Regions from separate parts of the Pan troglodytes genome. Here region 1 is linked to region 2. Evidence: chromatin contacts called from public Hi-C data. All regions are on one chromosome and are shown on one strand. The core of a region is the stretch at or near the end of the contact, and the rest is flanking DNA. Distances in the headings are between cores, read along the strand shown.

Region 1 (2,700 bases), core at 194-2,693, 61 kb after region 2:
CCGTATCTACCGTTTATCATTTGTTTATCCCACAAGAGGGTGAACTCCTACCGGATGAGGATTGTCTATCTGCTTTGTTCACTGCTGTATCCCAGTAACAAGAACAGTGTCTAGCACATAGCAGATGTTCAATAAATATTTGCTTAATGAACAGTGAGTACTACTCCAACTCTAGAACTTTCCGTCTTAACCTTATTAAGAGCTAAAAGGCATCCCCCAATTTCCGGGTGGCATTTGACTTTTGTGAACTTATATGCAGTATCTTTTGTTTGACACATGGTTCCCTCTGATTTTTCTTAGATGGTAGTAACACGAAAGGAAAATTCCTAACCAGTGCGCAAGAAAGAAGAAAATCAACCATGCATAACACTGATTTTAGATAATATCTTATCCATAAACCAACAGAGAAAATGCCTTCTGAATTTGTAGCTTCTCCTCTTAAACCTAAGGAAAATAAACTGAATATTTGTTGCCTTTGCCGGGGTGGGGGGGCGAGAAGGGGGCCAGGAGAGACGTGAAAGCCCAGGAGCCCTTCTTCAACAGCATCAACTCTTGTGTACTCCAACTTACTTTTTTTGAGGGGGTGGGCATCGTTCGAGGTCTCTGCCAGGGGGTGTCTGTTTTTCACCCTTTGAGGTGCCTATTGTGCTGTCTTGAGAACGAGGAGAGGTGGGTGAGGAGGGGGTAAGAAAGGATGCTGCTTGCGGCTCCAACTGCCTCCGAACACAAAGTCGGGAGGCGAGGGATCCGCGCGGATGTCTCGGGGGCCAGCGGGCGCCCGGGCCGCGCGCTCGGATCGCAGCCTCGGCCCCGGGGTGCGGGCGGGACGCGGGCTGCGCGGAGTTAGGCCCGGACAGAGCCCCATGGCCTCCCGGCGGCCGGGCACGGGGCCCCGCGCACCTCACTCACCCCGGTTCCCCCAATCCGGCACCCTTCTCGGTTACCTCGAACTCTCTTCAGCGAAATGGGATCCTTCTCCTGTTCTGCTGACATTACAGACCGCAAAGCATGACTCCCCCCCAGGCCGCGGGAATTCGGTCTCTTTGATGCTGCGGCGGCGGCTCCTCCTCCTCGCGGGGCCGCTGCGGCTGCGAGGCAAGCCTCGGAGCCGAGGCACGGCCGAGGGCGGTGGGGACGCGGGCCGACTTTGCAAAGTTTGGGAGGAGGACGAGGCCTCGGGGCGGCGGGGCGGCGTGCGGGCACCGGCGGGGCTCAGCGGCGGTGGCCGGGAGCGCGGCCTGGGGGCGGTCCCCCACCCGGGGCCGGCATGTGCTGAGGGCGAGTGCGCCGCCGCCGCCGCCTCCTCCCACTCCTTCTTCTTCGCCGCCGCCTCAGGAGCCGCTGACAGGGGAAGCAGGAGGCTGGCGGCCCGGCCCTGGCGGCACACTCACAGCGCCCTCTGAGGAGGAGGTCTGCTCTCTCGCCGCTCCCGAGTCGCAGACACAAAAGCCCCCAGACTGGAGCCGCCTGTAAAACCCGCTCTGGGGCGGGCGAGGGACGTGGCGCGGCCCCGCGGCTTCCCCGCCCTGAGCTCCCCAGCCCCGCGCGGGGACGGGCTTCGGGGGGCGGGGGCCGCTGCCTCGTCCCGCGGCGCCTCCCGCCACCGCCGCCGCCTCGCGCTCCGCCTCGGCCCAGCCCCCACGGCCCGCGCGCGCCTCTTGCTCCAAGCCGGGGCTCGCGGGCCCGCGGCTCTTGCAGCGCGGGTGGGCAGCGCGCGCCTAGGGGCCGCCCCGCCCCGCGCCCGGCGCTCCCTCGCCGACCGCCAGGCCCGAGAACGCCCGACCCCGCGGCCGACGCTACCGGGCCCAGCTTTCGCAAGGAAAGGGCATCTCCGAACTTCGTCGGAGGCCACAGCAGCAGGCATCTCGGCCTCGCAGCTAGGGATCGGAAAGATGAACGTACCATGCGAGGAAACTTTGTAAGCGGGAGCTGGAGAGTTCTCGGCGGGCATGTGGGGATCCAGATTCCCCGACTCCGTGTCCGCGTGGCCGTGGTGTGGACACCTGTTTGTGGAATGCTTCCACTTGGTATTTTAACGACTTGACTCTTCAAGAAAGAGCGACGTAGAATAAATACCAGAAAGGACGGTGGGCGGGGGAGGGGGGAGCGTGGGTAGAAGCGGTGACGCGGCTGGATCTCATTTAGACGTTAAATTTTAGGAGGAACACCCCCAGTGTGATTGTAAATTAGATGTGATCACCGGTCCACATTCTTCAGTTGGGCTGTGTGACCGGAGGCGACTTAGGTAACCTCTCTGGGTCTCAGTTTTCTTGTCTATAAAAGGCAGTGGGGCTACATCTCGAAGGTCTCTTCTAGCTCCGACATTGTTTAACGTACTTCTACGAAATTGTTTTCCCTGTTTTTGTTTTTGTTTTGCTAGGTTTTCTGGTTATCCACTGGGCTTATTTTGATGTAGGAATCACCGAAAAGCACTCATGAAGCGTGGGAGGACACAGAACTAGCTACAGACAGGAGTCTCGTCCTTCCGGAGACAGACACCCAACTCATTCAGCTGCACAGTGTCACAGAGAACAGATGTTAACATGAAGCCAATGTACAGCCTCAACAGCTGCATACCAGACAATTGCCACAGCGGCTGATCGTCGTTAAGACATAGCGTGGCCCGAGGCAAATGTTACCCTTTATCTAATAAGGGTGGTCTGGAATTATGGAATTCCTGATTCGAAGAGTCAGACTAGG
Region 2 (2,700 bases), core at 97-2,596:
CATTTTATTGTTAGGTGGTTGTTATGTAGGCTTGAAGACTTGATTGCATATTTGCTTTAGTTTCAATGGTCAATATGCTTGAGTGTCTTTTTGTGGTGGTCAATAATGGTCTTTCATTTCCCTGTTTACCACTCCCTTAAAAACCTCTCCTAAGGCAAGTCTGGTGGTAATGAATTCCCTTAGCATTTGCTTGTCTGAAAAGGATTTTATTTCTCCTTCACTTATGAAGCTTCATTTGGCTGGATATGAAATTCTTGGTTGGAATTTCTTTTCTTTAAGGCTGCTGACTATTAGCCCCAAGTTTTTCTGGCTTGTAGGATTTCTGTTGAAAGGTCCATTGTTAGCCTGATGGGGTTCCCTTTGTTGGTGACTTGCCCCTTCTCTCTAGCTGCCTTTAACATTTTTTCTTTCATGTTGACCTTGAAGAATCTAATGACTATGTGTCTTCAGGATGATAGCCTTGAATAGTACCTTGCAGGGCTTCTCTAAATTTCCTGAATTTGAATGTCAACCTTTCTAGTAAGGTTGGGGAAATTTTCATGGTTAATATTCCCAAATATGTTTTCCAAGCTGCTTTCTCTCTCTTCTTCTCTTTCAATGGGTCATTGATTTGGTCTCTTTACATAATCCCATATTACTCAGAGGTTTTGCTTATTCAAAAAAATTCCTTATTTTTGTCTGATTGAATAATTTGAAGAACTGATTGTCAAGCTCTGAGATTGTTTCTTCAGCTTGGTTTATTATACTGTTAATACTTCTGATTGTATTATAAGATTCTTGTAGTGAGTTTTTCAGCTCTATCAGCTCAGTTTGCTTCCCTATATGGCTATTTCATCTTTCATCTCTTGAATCATTTTACTGGATTTCTTAGATTCCTTGGAATGGATTTCAACTCTCTACTGAATCTCAATGATCTTCATTGCCATCCAGATTCTGAATTCTATGTCTGTCATTTCAGCCATTTCATTCTGGTTAAGAACTATTGCTGGGGAGCTAGTGCAGTCATTTGGAGGTAAGCAAACACTATGGCTTTTAGAGTTGCCTGAGTTCTTGTACTGGTTCTTTCTCATCTGTGTGCTGATGTTCCTTAACTGTGGTGTAATTTCAATATAGCCAGTTGGATTTGTTTCTGGATGTTTTCAGAGGGCTGAGGCTTTGTGCAGGGTGTTTATTTGGGGCTGGATTTTTGTCCTTGGTTTCACAGGGTCTACTAACAGAAGCATTTTTGATGTTGAAGTTTGAGCTGTGATCCAGTAGATGGCGCTAACCATAGGGCCGGTAGCTCTTAGCCACATGGCTCCTCTTTCATTTCCTCACACAGGCAGCCATGCTCCCTGTCAGCGCTCTCTGAATGTGGGCTCCTCTTCCACTTGAGTGCTGGCCACAGATCTCGGCTTGGCACTCCAGGCCTGCACAACACAGCTTTGTGGCATGCTCAGGCTTTTTGTTCCCTCCCCAGCTTGGGGGCAGCAGGGGCAGGAACCTTGGCAGTGGCAATGGTAGAGGGCCTTTCACTCGTCTCTTGGGGCTCTGCCCCAGAGAAACGCAGGGCCACTGCCAATCAGAACAATCAGCCCAAGGTGAGGAGGCTGCACTGTGGGCTCAAGTCTGGGATCCCTGCTTGGTGAAGAGCAGGGGGATGGAGGGCCCATGGGGAAGAGTCTGACTTCTTCTCTTCAGGGCGGCTATGGCGTGCTGGAGGTGTGAGTAAAGCACTCAGGCTATTTTTTCCTTCCCCAGCCTGATGGCAGGAAGGGCAGATACTGCTACCGTAACAGAGGGGCTGTCAGTTGCCTGCAGAAGCTCCACCCTAGAAAAACACAAACCTACTGCAGGCTGTGCTACAGGCCCAAGCTGGGGGCCCTACCTGGTGAAAAGCAGTGGGTTGAGGGATTATAGGAAAGAGAGACTGGGCTCCTCCACATATGGGAGCTGCCAGCAAAGCAATTAGGCTCTTTGTTCCTTCCCCAGCCAGAGGGCAGCAAAGGTGGGTACCACTGCAGTGGCAATGGCAGACAGCCTGTGGATGGTCTCAGGGATTTCCTCCTCAGAGAAATGCAGAGCTGCAACGGATTGAAGTGATCAGGCAGGGCCTGGGAAGCTGTGCTGGGGGCCCAGGTCTGGAGGCCCCTAATGTACTGTTGATATTAAAAACTTTGTCAGAGGCCAGGAGCAGTGGCTCATGCCTGCAATTCCAGCACTTTGGGAGGGTAAGGCCAGATAATTGCTTGAGGCCAGGAGTTTGAGACCAGCATGGGCATCAAAGTGAGACCCCCATCTTTACAAAACAAATAAATTAGCCAGACATGGTGGCATGGACCTGTAGTCCTAGCTGCTCAGGAGGCTGAGATAGGATGATCACTTATACCCAGGAGTTTGAGGTTACGGTGAGCTATGATAGCACCACTGTGCTCCAGCCTGGGCAACAGAGCGAGACCTGTCTCTAAGAAGAAAACAAACCAAAACAAACAAATAACAAAAAAAAGTTTGTCAGAATTATAAACCAATCCACTTAAACAAAATTATTCACTGTTCCTCATCCTAAATATTATGTAGGAATAATATTAGCTTATCAAATTAAATCTGTATAAGAAATGTCAGAAATTCAAAGTAGCAATTCTCTTCGAAATGCAAATCAAACCCACAATGAGATAACATCTCACACCAGTAAGAATGGCTATTATTAAAAAGTCAAAAAAT

What was found. A called contact is a pair of places that touch in the nucleus more often than the background predicts.
Region 1: a contact with region 2 is called in a Hi-C map of stem cell-derived neural progenitor cells, with 1.7 times the contacts expected there. The contact joins the promoter of PYGO1 here to the enhancer-like site in region 2. A contact is called at or near these places in 2 of 7 Hi-C or Micro-C datasets (induced pluripotent stem cells and stem cell-derived neural progenitor cells).

What each region holds. Positions count from the first base shown.
Region 1 is chr16:47,603,648-47,606,347 of NHGRI_mPanTro3-v2.0_pri, forward strand. It overlaps PYGO1 (pygopus family PHD finger 1), which reads right to left and starts at 1,444. Exons shown (of 4, transcript XM_016928270.4): 1 at 945-1,444. The coding sequence starts at 993. It overlaps LOC134808529 (a long non-coding RNA gene), which reads left to right and starts at 1,781. Exons shown (of 2, transcript XR_010151700.1): 1 at 1,781-1,918; 2 at 2,381-2,700.
Region 2 is chr16:47,542,530-47,545,229 of NHGRI_mPanTro3-v2.0_pri, forward strand. No RefSeq gene overlaps it. Among named protein-coding and RNA genes, the nearest start is that of DNAAF4, 28 kb to the left of the region's middle. Within about 2 kb of position 1,347, at least 3 of the 24 cell types and tissues checked have an H3K27ac peak or open chromatin away from gene starts, as enhancers often do. A contact at or near this core is called in stem cell-derived neural progenitor cells, where this site is marked.